Regions from separate parts of the Mus musculus genome. Here region 1 is linked to region 2. The links are chromatin contacts, called in public Hi-C maps. All regions are on one chromosome and are shown on one strand. Each heading gives the region's core, a stretch centred on a gene start, on an enhancer-like site or on the middle of the called end of the contact. The rest is flanking DNA. Distances are from core to core; before and after follow the strand shown. Region 1 overlaps Trio (triple functional domain (PTPRF interacting)). Region 2 overlaps Trio (triple functional domain (PTPRF interacting)).

Region 1 (7,062 bases), core at 3,506-6,005, 100 kb before region 2:
AGAAGGTTGCATAGTGTTTTTGGTTGCAAAGTTGACTGATGTCATGCCACCAGCTTCCATGATGCCTCCTGGTCTGACTTTCAAGAAGAACTTAGTTTGTTTACCCACCACTTTAAGGGATTGTTTTCTGATGAGTGCTGTCTGTAGAGTGGGCCAAGGGCGTGATGTGGAAGCCAAGTATACCACAGGCATCATTAGATTTGCTCAGCAGAGTGAAGCCAAGGGTAGGGAAGAGCTTGCTCGTGTTTGATTATCTATTAAAGGTGGACCATAAAGGGAAACTGAGTCAAACAAGCCCACGGAGGCCTCCCTGCTTCCTGGATGTCATAGCCAGGTAAAAGCTTTTTTGGTGGTGGTAGTGGGTTGTCCATCTCTCCATCTTCAAGGAGGAGTGGAGTTCCTGACACTAGTGCTTATAAGCTCCTGTGAGAGGCAATGAAGAGAGATCAGAGATAGGCGGCGACCTAGGCTCACCTTTCATTTCCTGTTGTATCTGTCATGTTGTGCCATGGAAAGAGGCAGGAAGCTGAGGATGCCCTGGTGCGGGTGATGGGTGGGGAGGGATGCTTCTAAGGAGTTCTCCTGTTGAAATTGCCTCATGCGTTGCTAGGTAATTTATAGTCAGTCTCAAAAGGGAATGCCCAAGGTTAATGTACCATGACTGTGTTGATTTCTAAAATACATCTTTCATGGGGAATGGGTGGCCTTCAACAGTGGCTTGTCTCAGACCTTGCTTTTCCTTTGTAAGTAATAATCCCTTGCCTTCTCCAACACTAACCTCAGGTGAGTGAGCACAAGGTTCCTCAGACCAGCCTCTTAAAGCAGGGTTGGCATCCAAAAGTGAGACCTTCCTCAGATCCGCTGCTGATGGTGGGGCTGAGTGGGCCTGGGAGCTGCAGTCCTGGGAGCAGGAGCCCTGGAGATTATTTTCAGAGACCCTTATTGAGGTGAAATCTGGACTCTTGACTTTGCCAGAAGAATGTCAGGGCCTGTCAGTGTGAAGCAGACTTGGGCTTTGTAAGATGTTTTGACATAGGTAAAGCATGAGCAGTTTGTGCTGTGGTGTGTGTGTGTGTGTGTGTGTGTGTGTGTGTGTGTGGTCTTTGAGGAAGGAAAGTACCTATAAGTGTATGTGTGCTTCACAAGAGAGCTGCATGTAATTGTCTCAAGAGTTGCCATTTGGTGATTTATTTTTTGAAGTTACCCCTCAAAAGGTTGCTAAGAACTTTGATCTTTTTTCTTTTTAGTTTTTGGTAAATAAGGCTGTAAGATATTTCCTAAGGTTATTGGGTAGTTTATTAACAGGCTGATAAAACCACAGATCATAGGGGTTAAACAATGAGTAAGACTTTTTTTTTCCTTCTGCAAATGAAATTTATAGTCTTGTTTATGAGATTCCCAGAAAATTGCAGATGTATAGGTGGGGAAGGAGTGAAGGGAGACGAGACATGTCTCTGTATGGAAGTAAAAGTAATTCTGTATTGGTGAATTTATAGTAGATTTGTTAATGTGGCTAGAATTCTTCACTCAGAGTTGTCAAGAAGCCTCAACCAGACTGTAGGGTTAGAAACCTTACAGCGGTTCTCAACCTTCCGCATGCTGCAACCCTATCATAGAGTTGCTCATGTTGTGGTGACCCCCAGCCATAAATTTATCTTCATTGCTACTTTATAACTGTAATTTTGCTACTGTTATAAATCATAATATAAAATCTGATATGCAGGATATCTGAGGTGTAGGAAATGTCAAGATAGCTGTGAAAGGTTCAGGGTCTTGCTCCACAGGTTGAGAACCAATGTCTTATGTCCTTTCGTTTCATCCTCTCTCGGAACCATCCTTCTGTCTGTCCATCTGTCTCTCTATCTATCGCCCATTACACCCAGCCTGGTGGGAGGTGAAGCCATCTCAGGCTCCCCATTTCACATGGAAAGTGTGGGAAACTTAGCCTCTGCCAGTGTTCCCCAGGGTGGCAGGCAGCTGACCCAGACAGCTTCGTCCCTGAGCCCTGCCTCGAAGGAGATACTAACTTTGAACTGTGGTGTTGCTTTGAGGTACACATAAAACTTCAGTGCTACTCACCTCTGCCCACCACGTTGTCGGAACCCTACTTGACCCCCTCTCCCCATCTGTTCTTCAGGCAGTAACTTATAACCTCTAGATGCAGCACCTGGAGCAGGGAGCTGCTGAGGAGGTCTTGCTTGGTGTAGGGCCTGATACAAAGCTGTAGAAGGGGAGAGCTACCAAGTGAGTGGGTGTCCATGCCACACCCACTTAAATGCCCCTTCAGTGTTCCCACTTCTTTCATTCATACTAAGTTTAGTTTGCAAAAGGATTCCTTATGCTTTTGGTAGAAAAGATTCTGATGGTGACATGTTCCGCTGTAAGTGACAGTGTTTAGGAGAAGAAACGAGGAAAACAGAATTACCACCCCATAGCATGCCGCTCTGCTGAGCTGCAAACAGCTGAATTCTCTCTCTCTGCCCCGACCCCCACCTCCAGTGTCTTGAAAGGGACCTATGACAAGCGGGAAGAGACGTCTGTGTGGCCTCAGCATGAGGGTCAGTGGCCACAACCACCAGAAGCCTCTGTCCTTTCTTAGTGCCCAGCTGGAGTAGTAAGAGAACATCCCACCATTAGAGCTCTTCCTTGGTAACTTAGCCATACTCTCTCAAGTCAGGACAGTTACCACAACTGCCCAGAGTCTAGCCCTGCTCTGAGGGGGCCGCAGAGCACCATGGGCAAGCTTGTGTGGAGCCTGTCCTGGCTTTGACTTACTAAGTTCCAGCATCCCCAGAGAGTCTAGGAAGGTGATGCACTGTGGGCAGGATGGTCATATCCCAAGGCTTACCTGAGTCCTCAGGCAAAGGATGCTTAGAGTCGCACCCCTCCTCTCCTCCCATCTCTGCTGGCCTTTGCACCCAGCATGCATCTTCCTTTGGACCAGTGAAGATGCTTCATGATACCAAGAGGGAGGCCAGTTCTTCCACATGTGGTCCACTCTTATGCAAAGGAAGATAGCTCAGTGGATGAAGTCTTGCCCCTCAGTGTAAGGACTAGCCGTAATAAGATACCTGGTATCCACATGAATACTGATGGCCATGAAGGGATTCCCTGGGGCAGGTCACTAGGTTAGGGTAACCAGGAGAATGTTGTGTTCAAGTGTGAGACCCTGCCTCAATGTATACTGTGGAGAGCAGTCAATGAAGGCAGTTATTTCCCTTGAATGTTACTAGATCTTTTTTACTTAACGGCCATATTTTATTCTGTCTTTAAAAAGCCCTTCCTTTTCTAAGCGTGGAAAGAGGATTTGAGGTGCAGTCGCAGTTGCAGGAGATGAGGGGATGGTGGGTTGAGGTGGTGGATAGAGAAGGGAAATGGTGTTCTCTCTCTTGTTAACTTGAGCAGGTTTTCCTCAGCCGCCATACTCTGTAGTGTCTTACCCTCTTACCAGGATCCAGCAGGAAAGGAAGTCACCCAGGCCTGTCTGATGTGATTTTCCCTGCTCTGAAATGGGCGTAGGGCAGGGCACCAGGCCTGGTTAAGTGTTGAGTAAATTAATGGCTTTAGCTTTCAAGGCCGTATGCCGCCCACATTGGGATAAAGCTATAATCTTGAGGCAGCTGGACAGGTTCATTACCCATGAGCAAAGTTATGCTGGTCCTGTTTCTTGGACAGGAAGCCATTAGCCTGTAGGATCGCGTCAGGGCTAGTGTTTCTTCAGCAGTCACATCTTCCACCACATAGAAGGACCTGGAAGAAAATGTCAGACTTGACTGTTTAGAATTCAACCTAAAATCAAACAAGTTATGAAGCATGAGTTGTCCTCCCTAGGTTTCTTACACGATTCCACATCCCCTGCCACGCCCCACCACCCCCCCCCCCCCCACCAGAAATTACCTGGATGGCCCACCTTGATTGTGACTGGTCCCTCAGCACAGATGAACTGCAGCGCACACTAAGAAAACAGGGACAGAACTGTCAAGGCAAGTAGGGTGGCTGAAGCACGGAAGGACAATGTCAGCTGTGTCTTGGGCCTCCATGTTCCGGGTCTTGCCTTGGTCGTCTGGGGTTTATTTCCATGCCAGCGACGATGCAGTGCTTGGGTGGGAACGGGTGGTAGTTAAGATTGTCCAGCTAATCACAGCCTCCCCACCTCAGATCAGTAACAGCAGCGCGTGCCCAGATGCGCACCTGTCAGACGGACCCGCCTGGGAGTGGAGTCGAGGCTGTTCTCTGCTCTCGTGCATGTTTTGTTCTCTATTCGACGATAAGCGTCTTCAAACAGGGACTGTGCAGGTTGGGGAATCCCCAGGGCTTAGCAGATCAGTGTGTGTAAAAGTTCTGTCTGAACACGAGCGCCAAGTGAACCAAACAGCTCGAGGCTCCATCGGGGAACTGGCTACTACAAAGTTCTGCCACATTCTTGGATCTCATTAAAGATACGCCCTTCTAGTGAGTTTCATGTTGGAATTAAATCCATGAAGCCTTTACCTCATTGACACATTTAAGGGTCCGTGACTTACTGGAGTGTATTTGTAACAGACAGACCTACAATATCCTAATTTTGCTGAATATTTAGCAACTTTGGTTTATGTATAAACAAGATAATGATTTAAGTATTGTTTAGATGTAACTCGTGGCCACTCAAATTAATTGATTACTTATTAAGACTCTCAGCCTTGAGTAGTAAAAGCAGAGGCTGACAAGATAGGCAGGGCCCCTGAAGCCCGGGGAAGTCCCCTGCAGGAAGGAAGTCCCCAGCCACAACCCAGGTCACAGGGGCTGAATTGACAGTTTACATGTTAGAGAAGCTAGAAGTCTTGTTGGTGGTTCGAGGATAGCCAGACCTACAAAGAGAGACCCTGTCTCGAACTACAAGCAAGCAAAAGAAGTGGGCAGGAGCCAACGTAGGGGTCAGGGACACTGGTGTGGCGATCAACTATAATAATCCGTAAGATTTACTAATGTGTAAGGTAATAAGATTTGGAGCTTAAATCCAAACCGGTGCTCATTGCTGGGATCAAGTCCTTTGTCCCGTGGCATCTGAAGTCTCAGAAGCCTTGGTTCTCCTTATTTGTTTCCTGTCTTTCCTAGTAATGGTCACCAACAGGCAGGCGGACACGACCGAAGCAAGCCTGTTGGCCACACCTCGCACTCACAGAAGTTTAAGTTGTGTTCCGTTCCTGTTGCAGAAAACATATGGCAGAAACCCCGAGATTCGTTCTGTCAGCTGTTCCACTTGAGCCCTCTGGGACTCGGGGACTTGGGACACATATGTGCTGACATGTAAAACAAAGAAGTTCTGTCTGGAGTTGTGTGGAGTTGACGTAGCTTCGTTCCCTCAAGCCCAGGCTGGTCACAAAGTCTCATGACTAAAGCATTTCCTTGCAACTGTTTTTGGGTGAACCCTGCTAACTGCAGAGAAGCAGGCCTCTGATGCCTGCACACTTCCTGCTCCTGCTCCCCCCCCCCCCCTCTCTGCAGTGAAAGTGCAGAAATGAGCCTCCTCCTAAGCATTCTCCCTTCGTATGCTCCACCCTTCCTTCCTTCATCAGAGGTGAGACCAACAGTGATTAGGGCAGAAAATAATGTTTTAATTACATTGCAACAACCCCAAAGTAAAACCTTTTCCTATCTTAAACTACAAATGAAGGACTCGTCGTTAAGTACACGAGACAGCAAGAGAACCAGTCACTTTTAGTGCCTGGCCATTGTGAGCAGGTTGGCAACTTTAGAATATGGTTAGTTCTGTGTTTTTGTGAACTGTACTCAGGAGCCCAGTTGTAGACTGGTGGTGAGGTTTGCCAGCTGCAAAGGGTGTTGTTTTCCTAGGGTTAAATGGCTGCTTGGGGTTTTCTGCCGTGCTCCCCATACGGTGGGACACAGTGCCCAGTGACTGTGACCAGTATTTAGGTCATTTCCAGGATGTGGCAAAGGCTTGAGTGCTACAGGCGCTGAGTGGGTTATGTATCCAGTATTAGGGTTCCCAGTGTGTGCAGTGTGCACACGTATTTCTGGGAACAGGAATGATGGGAGTGGGTTTTTGGTGATGCGTGTAGGAGTTCAAAGGGTCAGAAGTTGAGCGTCTGTCTGGTTGGGATTCTTTCATTTTCGCCTGGGGAGAGAATAAGTATTGGCAAGCGAGCGAGGCTGCACAGGAGGCAGATGTCACATCTGAAGGATTATGTCATGTCAGGGAGTGTGTGTCTTACGGGAAGGCATCAAGAAGCCACAGAGGGGCATCGTGGAAAACTTATGGAGAGCAGTAGAAGGAGGTGTGAGCTAGAAGCCGATTTCAAGGCGAGTGGTGGGGTCAGAAGGACTACTGACCACTGATTAGGAGGCTGCAGATACAGCAAGGCCACCTGCGGGAATTCCACGGTGGGGTGGAAGGCAAGGGGAGCCAGGCGAGGCTATTTAAATGAATGAAATGCTTGATGTGATAATGGATCAGGATTTCTCTTAACAATCAATCTTGGTTGGGCTGGTATCCATTCACATAGCTCAGGGATCGAGTTTTATCGCTCTGGGTCAATTCCCCGGGCTCTTCTGCAAAGCAGTCTGTGGATCAGGTTGGCTTTACTGAACCATGTGTGCATGTATGCATAAGTGAGAGGCACATATGTAATTAGGGTGGCGTCTGCTGTCAGGCTTTATAGCACACATGCACACAGAGAGACACAGAGAAAGAGACAGACAGACAGACAGAGGCACAGGGAGATGGGGGGGGGGGGGACAGGTTGCCCATGTGATTTATTTTGAATCACTTAGTCAGAGAAATGCAATTTCTCTGTTTGCTTCTTTGTTGGTCTGGGATCAGAAGATTAAGGGTGCCCTTGGCCATATTTCCTTTTTATTTTATGAAACTAGAAGAAGCTGGAACCCCTTTTATAATAATAACCACTATATAATAATAGCCGTTATACAATATAATGCCTTTGGACAACTGGCCTATTATATATTATGAATTAACTTCCAATGTACCATTAATGCATAGTTAAAACATCAACAAAGTCTACTGATTTCTTCGTTCGTTTAAGGCATTTGTAATACTCTTAACAA
Region 2 (6,699 bases), core at 1,422-3,921:
TTTTATTTAACTATTAGAAGTCACATATCTATAAGACCCTTAGATCTTTAACATCGACATATTTGTCATTCTTTATGTCTAGTCATTAATTTTATATACAAGTTCATGTATAAAAGAAATACACTTATTAATCTTGTGAATTTCCCAAAGAGATCTATCAGTAAAGCCCTGCCAATTTGCCTGCCCAATCAAGAAGATGTTCAATTATATGCTTGAGTAGACTTAGTATGGGCTATCTCTTTTTCCAAAGATATGTTGCTTGTATAGTGGGGGGTGGGGAAAGATGCACAATATTACTAAATGTATCCTTGGTTTCAGAACTAGTCTAATAGGTGGCAGATTGTGGCTGGAGAAAGGTACTGTGTACCCTTGGTGCACAAGGCCATAGAAATATTGGACTTAACTTTCTGCCTTTATAGTTGTACACGTTCAATTGAGATAATCTCTCCTGGGAAAGTCTGGAAGCTGGAGTAAACTTTACACTTTCTGCTTTGGGTGGGGACCTGCCTGTGGAAGGCCTCTCTCCAGCTGTGGATAGCCCCGCTCCAGCTGTGTTCTCAGGGGGCACTCAGTCTGTAGCGATCCCTTGCCTGATGCTGTCTTTTCCTTCTAATATTTCACATGCCCTACAGCACCGTAGCCACATGCAGGCTATAGAATAGAAAGCCTACGCAGCAAGAATGTCTGTGTAGCCAAAACTTGGTTTTAAAAACCTTGTTAAGCTAACAAGATGGCTCACGATTAAAGGAGAACACCAACCCCACAAGTTGTTCTCTGGCCTTCACACAGGTGCTTAGTCATGTGTTTGGCCCCCAAATAAATAAATAGAGTCTAACTTTCAAAAGCCCTGTGTGTTTAAAGAACTTTAAGGAATAAAGGAAGCATACCTGGCAAGTTTCATAGTCACTCGCCTTGGGTGTGCATTGTAAGGTTACTTTGATTTTTAAGGGGGTTTTTGATTATACTGTCCTCCATCCTTTGGGCATCTTGTGCCCACCCTTCAGTTATATCTTTCCATGGTAACAGGCATTACAGAACACCCTTCACGTGCTCTGCTATTCACTGATGAGCAGTATGCAGCGCTGAACTGCGTGGCTGGGCTCCTTGCCTTCCTATGAAGACGCTAAGCGCAGCCTAGGCTTGTAAGCAGTGTTATTGCAGGAGAGGGGCACACACCAGACATACTGTGGATCTGTATCCCCTCTTCTGTTGGTGTTCTGCTAAGTCCCCTGCAAAGTAAACCTGTAGACTTGGAGAAGTTTGTGCTGATATTTTCACATGCTTTAAGAAGAGAGGGCTTATTATTTCATCAGAAACAAACACTTGTCATTAATGTGGTACTGTGCCCATGTTTAACAGTAATGACCCTATGATAAAGCTTCCCTTTTTTTTTTTTTTTTTGTTTTATTTAAATATAGGAGATCCAGCAGCGGCATGGCTTAGCCAATTCCATCTCTTCCTACCTGATCAAACCAGTTCAGCGGATAACAAAGTATCAGCTCCTTTTAAAGGTGTGTATGAAACATTGTCCATCTGCAACATCACACCCTGTGTTGATATGTATCCCCTGGGCACATGTGTCTGTGGTTTCCATCTACCATCGGCAACATCACATCCTGTGCTGATATGTATCCCCTGTGCACATGTGTCTGTGGTTTCCATCTACCATCGGCAACATCACATCCTGTGTTGATATGTATCCCCTGGGCACATGTGTCTGTGGTTTCCATCTACCATCGGCAACATCACATCCTGTGTTGATATGTATCCCCTGTGCACATGTGTCTGTGGCTTCCTTCACTGACATTTCTTGGCCTGTCCAGCTTCTTATTGAAGCAGATACCTAAGATCATATCCCCTAGTTGTACCCTGAAGGAACTGGCTGGCCCTTGTCTGCAATGTAGAATGGTATTTGACTGAGAAATAAGTTCCTGGCTCTTGGACCTTTAGCATCCTCAGACTCTGGTGCTGAGACCCCGACACAGCACCTGTACATGTTTAACCCGCAGCAGCGCTGATTGGAAAGTCTGGAGACTATCTGCCCTGCGTCACAAAAATGCTCAGAATCATTGCTGATATGTGCCAGCATTGAACCCATACCTGGCTGATGCGCAGGTTTTCCATGGACTCCGGAACACTCTGCCCTCATGCCGCTCCCTATGGCTGCTAGCCATTTTATAGACCATGTCCCTACTGATCCCAAGGGCTTCTGCTTTTTGTTGCAATTAAGTAGATCTAAAATTGCCCTTGCAAAAATTTAAGTCTGATTATTTTCAACAGTAGAAAGGGGAACAAACTTACCACAGATGCGTTATGTCGTTAATGCATGTTTGCTTGCTGCATTAAGAGTCATTTACAACTTTTGTCTGGCAAAGGTACTATATTTCCTCTGCCGGTGAAGGACGCGCTGAAACATTAGCGTGTAGACTGTCCACTAATCCCAGCTCTGTCAGCTGCTGCCCTGGGCGTGCAGTAGGACACTGAAGCTTAAGGGTGTCTAAAGCTCTCTCAGTAAGAGAGACCTAGCAACTGTAAAACATGGCTGTGTTCTTTTATACAGATGTGTACTATCAAGAGACCTTTCTATCTCGAAAACCCTACTACCACAACCCCCACCTCCTTTACACACAGTGCAGTGCCAGGGATCAAACCAGGGCCTCACACAAGTTGGGTGAGCACTCTACCACCAAGCCACACCGCACCTCCTCTCCTGTACTTCTGTATGACAGTCTTACTCAGTGACTAGATAGCCATCACTACACAAATCTGCTGCTGCTGTCTGTGAGCATGGCGTAAGCTGGGAGGCTGGGTTTTGCTGGTTTGCATTCAGGTCTTGTCCCCTTTGCTTCCTAAGTCTGCACAAGTGCCTTGTCTCACCGTTGTCCCTTGTTGCCCTCAGAACTCAAGGCTTTGTTCTCAGCTTCTGTGTCCACTAAGATTACACTTCTACTTGTAAATCTTTCTCATTTTCCCCAGAAACTCTGCTGGGAACAGTAGTAAACTCCATCAGACCTCCCCAGTGGGAAGGCAGTCTGCACGGAGGGAGTTGAGGCACATTGTACTTGTAAGGCAGTTTCTGCCCAGCTCCTCAGAAGCATACACATCTGATCAAACATGAAGGTGCCCATCAGATGACTGAGTTCTCTAGACCAGGGGTTCTCAACTTTCCTAATGCCTGTGACCCTTTAATACAGTTTGTCATGTTTCAGTGACCCCCCCCCCCCCGCAACCAGAAAATTTGCATTGCTACTTCAAAACTGTAATTTTGCTACTGTTATGAATCATAATGTAAATATTTTTGGAGATAGGGGTTTGCTGAAGGGATGCTATCTACAGGTTGAGAACCACTGCTCTAGTTCCCCCTCCCCCAAGCTGATGACCACACTGCTCTGAACCCCTTGGGAATCATATACACAAGATTGTTGTCACTGTGACCAAGAACGGTCTGGCACCCATGAAGGAATACCTGAGAGAGACCCATCAGGATGTAAGCTTGTGTTTCCTGCTGTCCTACTCACGGGGGAGCTGAGGAGCTTCCAGGAAGTCAGGAAGTAGCATGACACACATAGATACCCTGGAGATGTGTGGTAGCTTGTAGCTAGTACCTCCCTAAGGAGCCTGCACAGAGGAGTGGTCTGTGTTGTGTTGCTATTCTGATTCAGGGTCCAGCCAGCCCCCGACATTGTGGGATTAGCAGGGCAGGTAGACTGTGGATGGCTGTCACTTGTCACAATTCCATATTCCTTACAAACCAGTAACATTTATTTTCTCATTTTGGAGATGTGGTTGGCAAGGCATAACAACTTCTTTCAGAACGGCGACGGGATCTGACTTCCTCCAGGTCCTCATTCAAGTAGATCAGACACTGTTGCCTATGTGAACCTGAGTGATTCCCTTTTTGTTTGTTTCCTGAGCACCGTGAGCTCTCATGGATTCTGCTGAGGTGTGGCTGGCAGAGCGTTTTGCAGTCCTTTGCGAGTTCACGGTGTTGATCTTCTCCAGGAGCTGCTCACATGCTGTGAGGAAGGAAAGGGGGAGATCAAAGATGGCCTGGAGGTGATGCTCAGCGTGCCCAAGCGAGCCAATGATGCCATGCACCTCAGCATGCTGGAAGGTAACCGGACACACCGCGCCCGAGGCGTCCCCCTCCCCCCTCTGTGCACAGCACTGTCGCTGATGCTGTGTGAGTCAACTATCACACCGCCATCACTGATGCTGTGTGTGAGTCAACTATCACAGCACCATCACTGACGCTGTGTGAATCGACTATCACAGCACCATCACTGATGCTGTGTGAATCGACTATCACTTTCTGGACTTGGTAACAGCAGTGCCATTGTACACTCCAGGAGCACTTAAGTCTTGTTTAATGCTGCCTGGGTTTCCTGCTAACAGAGGTGTAAATGATGAATGAACGCACTGGTTATAGACCCGAGGATATAGAAGATCTTGTTACTTCCCCATTTCCATAGCCATTGCTAGATGTTTGCACAACTCAGTTGTCTGCTGAAGCAGTTGAATGTAGTGTGTAACATGGTGAACAGAAATGAGACAAATGTATCCAACAGGGATTGTAGTAATTCCAGTTTGCACGAATGTTTCTATTTAGTAAAGCTGCCTCTGCACTGCCGAGGTTAGCAATGCAAAGGGCCCATCCCAAATGCTTTTGCTAGTTTATGCCAGGTCATTGGTACCATCAAGAAATTTATTAGTCAGGACTCAATGCCACTCTGTAATAGAGACTCAGAGATCCAGCAATCCTCGTTGTTCTTCCTCTGTTCTTCATGATGTCATCAGAGGGAAGGGCTATGTTCTGGCTCATTTCTGTCCTATGTATTTTCCTACTTGAATAGGTCCTGCAGGACCACATTCATATTCCACCTCACAGCAAGTACAAGAGCCTGTGGGTAGGGAACCCTACTAGCTGTATACATTCATTTTCTCATTTGCCCAGGGTTAGGATGCCTAGCTCTTCCTCACTGTGAAGGGACAGGCGAGTGATGAACTTACATAAGATGGCTCAGTGGAAGTTTATAGTAAAGAGACAGAAAAGAAGGGAGAGAGCAGCTTCCACCCAGGAGCCACTTTGCTAAGTCCTGGTGGCCACATTGTAAGGAAAGAATAGTCAGGGAGGCCACCATGTGCCCGGTCTAGGCAGATCCACGTGCAGAGGATTCCAGACTCCCAGAAAATGGGTTAGTAAAGTTGGCTCCACCAGGCTGGGGCCTGAACAGAGTCTGAGAGGGGCATTTCAGCAACAGAGGAAAAGAATCAGAGGCTGGGGTGCGCAGTACACTGGAGGCACTCTGGTCAGGGGGAGTGATCGCCTGAGCAAAGGCCGTGCGTGATTCAGTGACAAGCAGATGGGACTTAAACCAGATCTCATGTTGGGAGCCAACAGATAGGAGTGGAAAGTAGAGAAGGAAGTTATGAGGAACCCCTGAAAATGTTTGAACTTGGGGAAATACATGCAAAGTAGTATTTTAGGAAGAGCTCTCCCTTGTTAGGAGGGCGGGTGGTGAGCGTGGAGCCACGTTGAAAGCATTTGCAGGCGAGCCGGCAGTGCTGCCTTCTGAGTCGGGTCTGCTTTTGCTTCATGTTGCAGGGTTTGACGAAAACATTGAGTCTCAGGGAGAGCTCATCCTGCAGGAGTCCTTCCAAGTGTGGGACCCGAAAACCTTAATTCGGAAGGGTCGAGAACGGCATCTCTTCCTTTTTGAAATGTCCTTGGTGTTTAGTAAAGAAGTGAAAGACTCCAGCGGGAGAAGCAAGTACCTGTACAAAAGCAAGCTGTTTGTAAGTATGGCGTCCAGAGCTCGAGTCCACAGACCGCAGCTGCAGCCTTCCTGTAGGACAGAAACCTCCTGCCTGCTGCCTATAGCTTCCTCCTAAAATGCTCAGAAATGTGAATCTGAATTGTGATTTCCTCTTCATCAGCTAATTTCTCTGCAAGCCAAGTCCACTAGAGGGCACACTGATACTCTTGGGGCTTGGGGATTCTGTTCTTAGAGCCCATAGCTGCTCACTGCAGGATGGAGAAACACTGTAGGGCAGTGGCTCTCTACCTTCCTGATGCTGGGACCCTCCAATACAGTTCCTGCGGTGATCCCCAAACATAGAACCATTGTTGTTGCTACTTCATAACTAATTTTGCTACTATTATGAATCATAATGTAAATATAGATACAGGATATCTAATACGTGACCCCAGTGGGAGGAGCAACCCTCACACAGGTTGAAAACTGCTGCTGTGTAAATAGATGATGTCCTACCCTAAGCAAGGATTCATATCAATTTAATTTTTTTAATTCATAACATTGTCTTAGTCAGGGTTTCTATTCCTGTACAAACATCATGACCAAGAAGCAAATTGAGGAGGAAAGAGTTTATTCAGCTTATACTTCCAGATTGCTGTTCATCACCAAAGGAAGTCAGGACAGGAACTCACACAGGGCAGGAACTTGGAGACAGGAGCTGATGCAGAGGCCATGGAGGGATGCTGCTTACTGGCTTGCTTCCCCTGGCTTGCTCAGTTTTTTTTCTTATAGAACCCAGAACTCCCAGCCCAAGGATGGTACCACCCACAATGGGCTGGGCCCTTCCCCCTTGATCACTAAGTGAGAAAATGCCTTACAGTTGGAGCTCATGGAGGCATTTCCTCAACTGAAGCTCCTTTCTCTGTGATAACTAACTCCAGCC

What was found. Hi-C and Micro-C count contacts between places; a contact is called where the count stands out from the background.
Region 1: a Hi-C map of regulatory T cells shows a contact between it and region 2, with 4 times the contacts expected there. The contact joins two enhancer-like sites. A contact is called at or near these places in 3 of 484 Hi-C or Micro-C datasets (CD4 T cells, CD8 T cells and regulatory T cells), 2 of 115 datasets of contacts at active chromatin or transcription factors (memory CD8 T cells and regulatory T cells) and 1 of 9 other capture datasets (liver).

The regions. Positions count from the first base shown.
Region 1 is chr15:27,924,349-27,931,410 of GRCm38.p6, reverse strand. All of the region lies in intron 1 of Trio (triple functional domain (PTPRF interacting)), which reads left to right. Among named protein-coding and RNA genes, the nearest start is that of Gm29975, 67 kb to the left of the region's middle. Within about 2 kb of position 4,755, at least 145 of the 459 cell types and tissues checked have an H3K27ac peak or open chromatin away from gene starts, as enhancers often do. A contact at or near this core is called in CD8 T cells, memory CD8 T cells and regulatory T cells, where this site is marked.
Region 2 is chr15:27,823,078-27,829,776 of GRCm38.p6, reverse strand. Trio (triple functional domain (PTPRF interacting)) reads left to right here. Exons shown (of 57, transcript NM_001081302.1): 28 at 1,419-1,511; 29 at 4,003-4,114; 30 at 5,606-5,796. Among named protein-coding and RNA genes, the nearest start is that of Otulinl, 140 kb to the right of the region's middle. Within about 2 kb of position 2,671, at least 79 of the 459 cell types and tissues checked have an H3K27ac peak or open chromatin away from gene starts, as enhancers often do. A contact at or near this core is called in CD8 T cells, memory CD8 T cells and regulatory T cells, where this site is marked.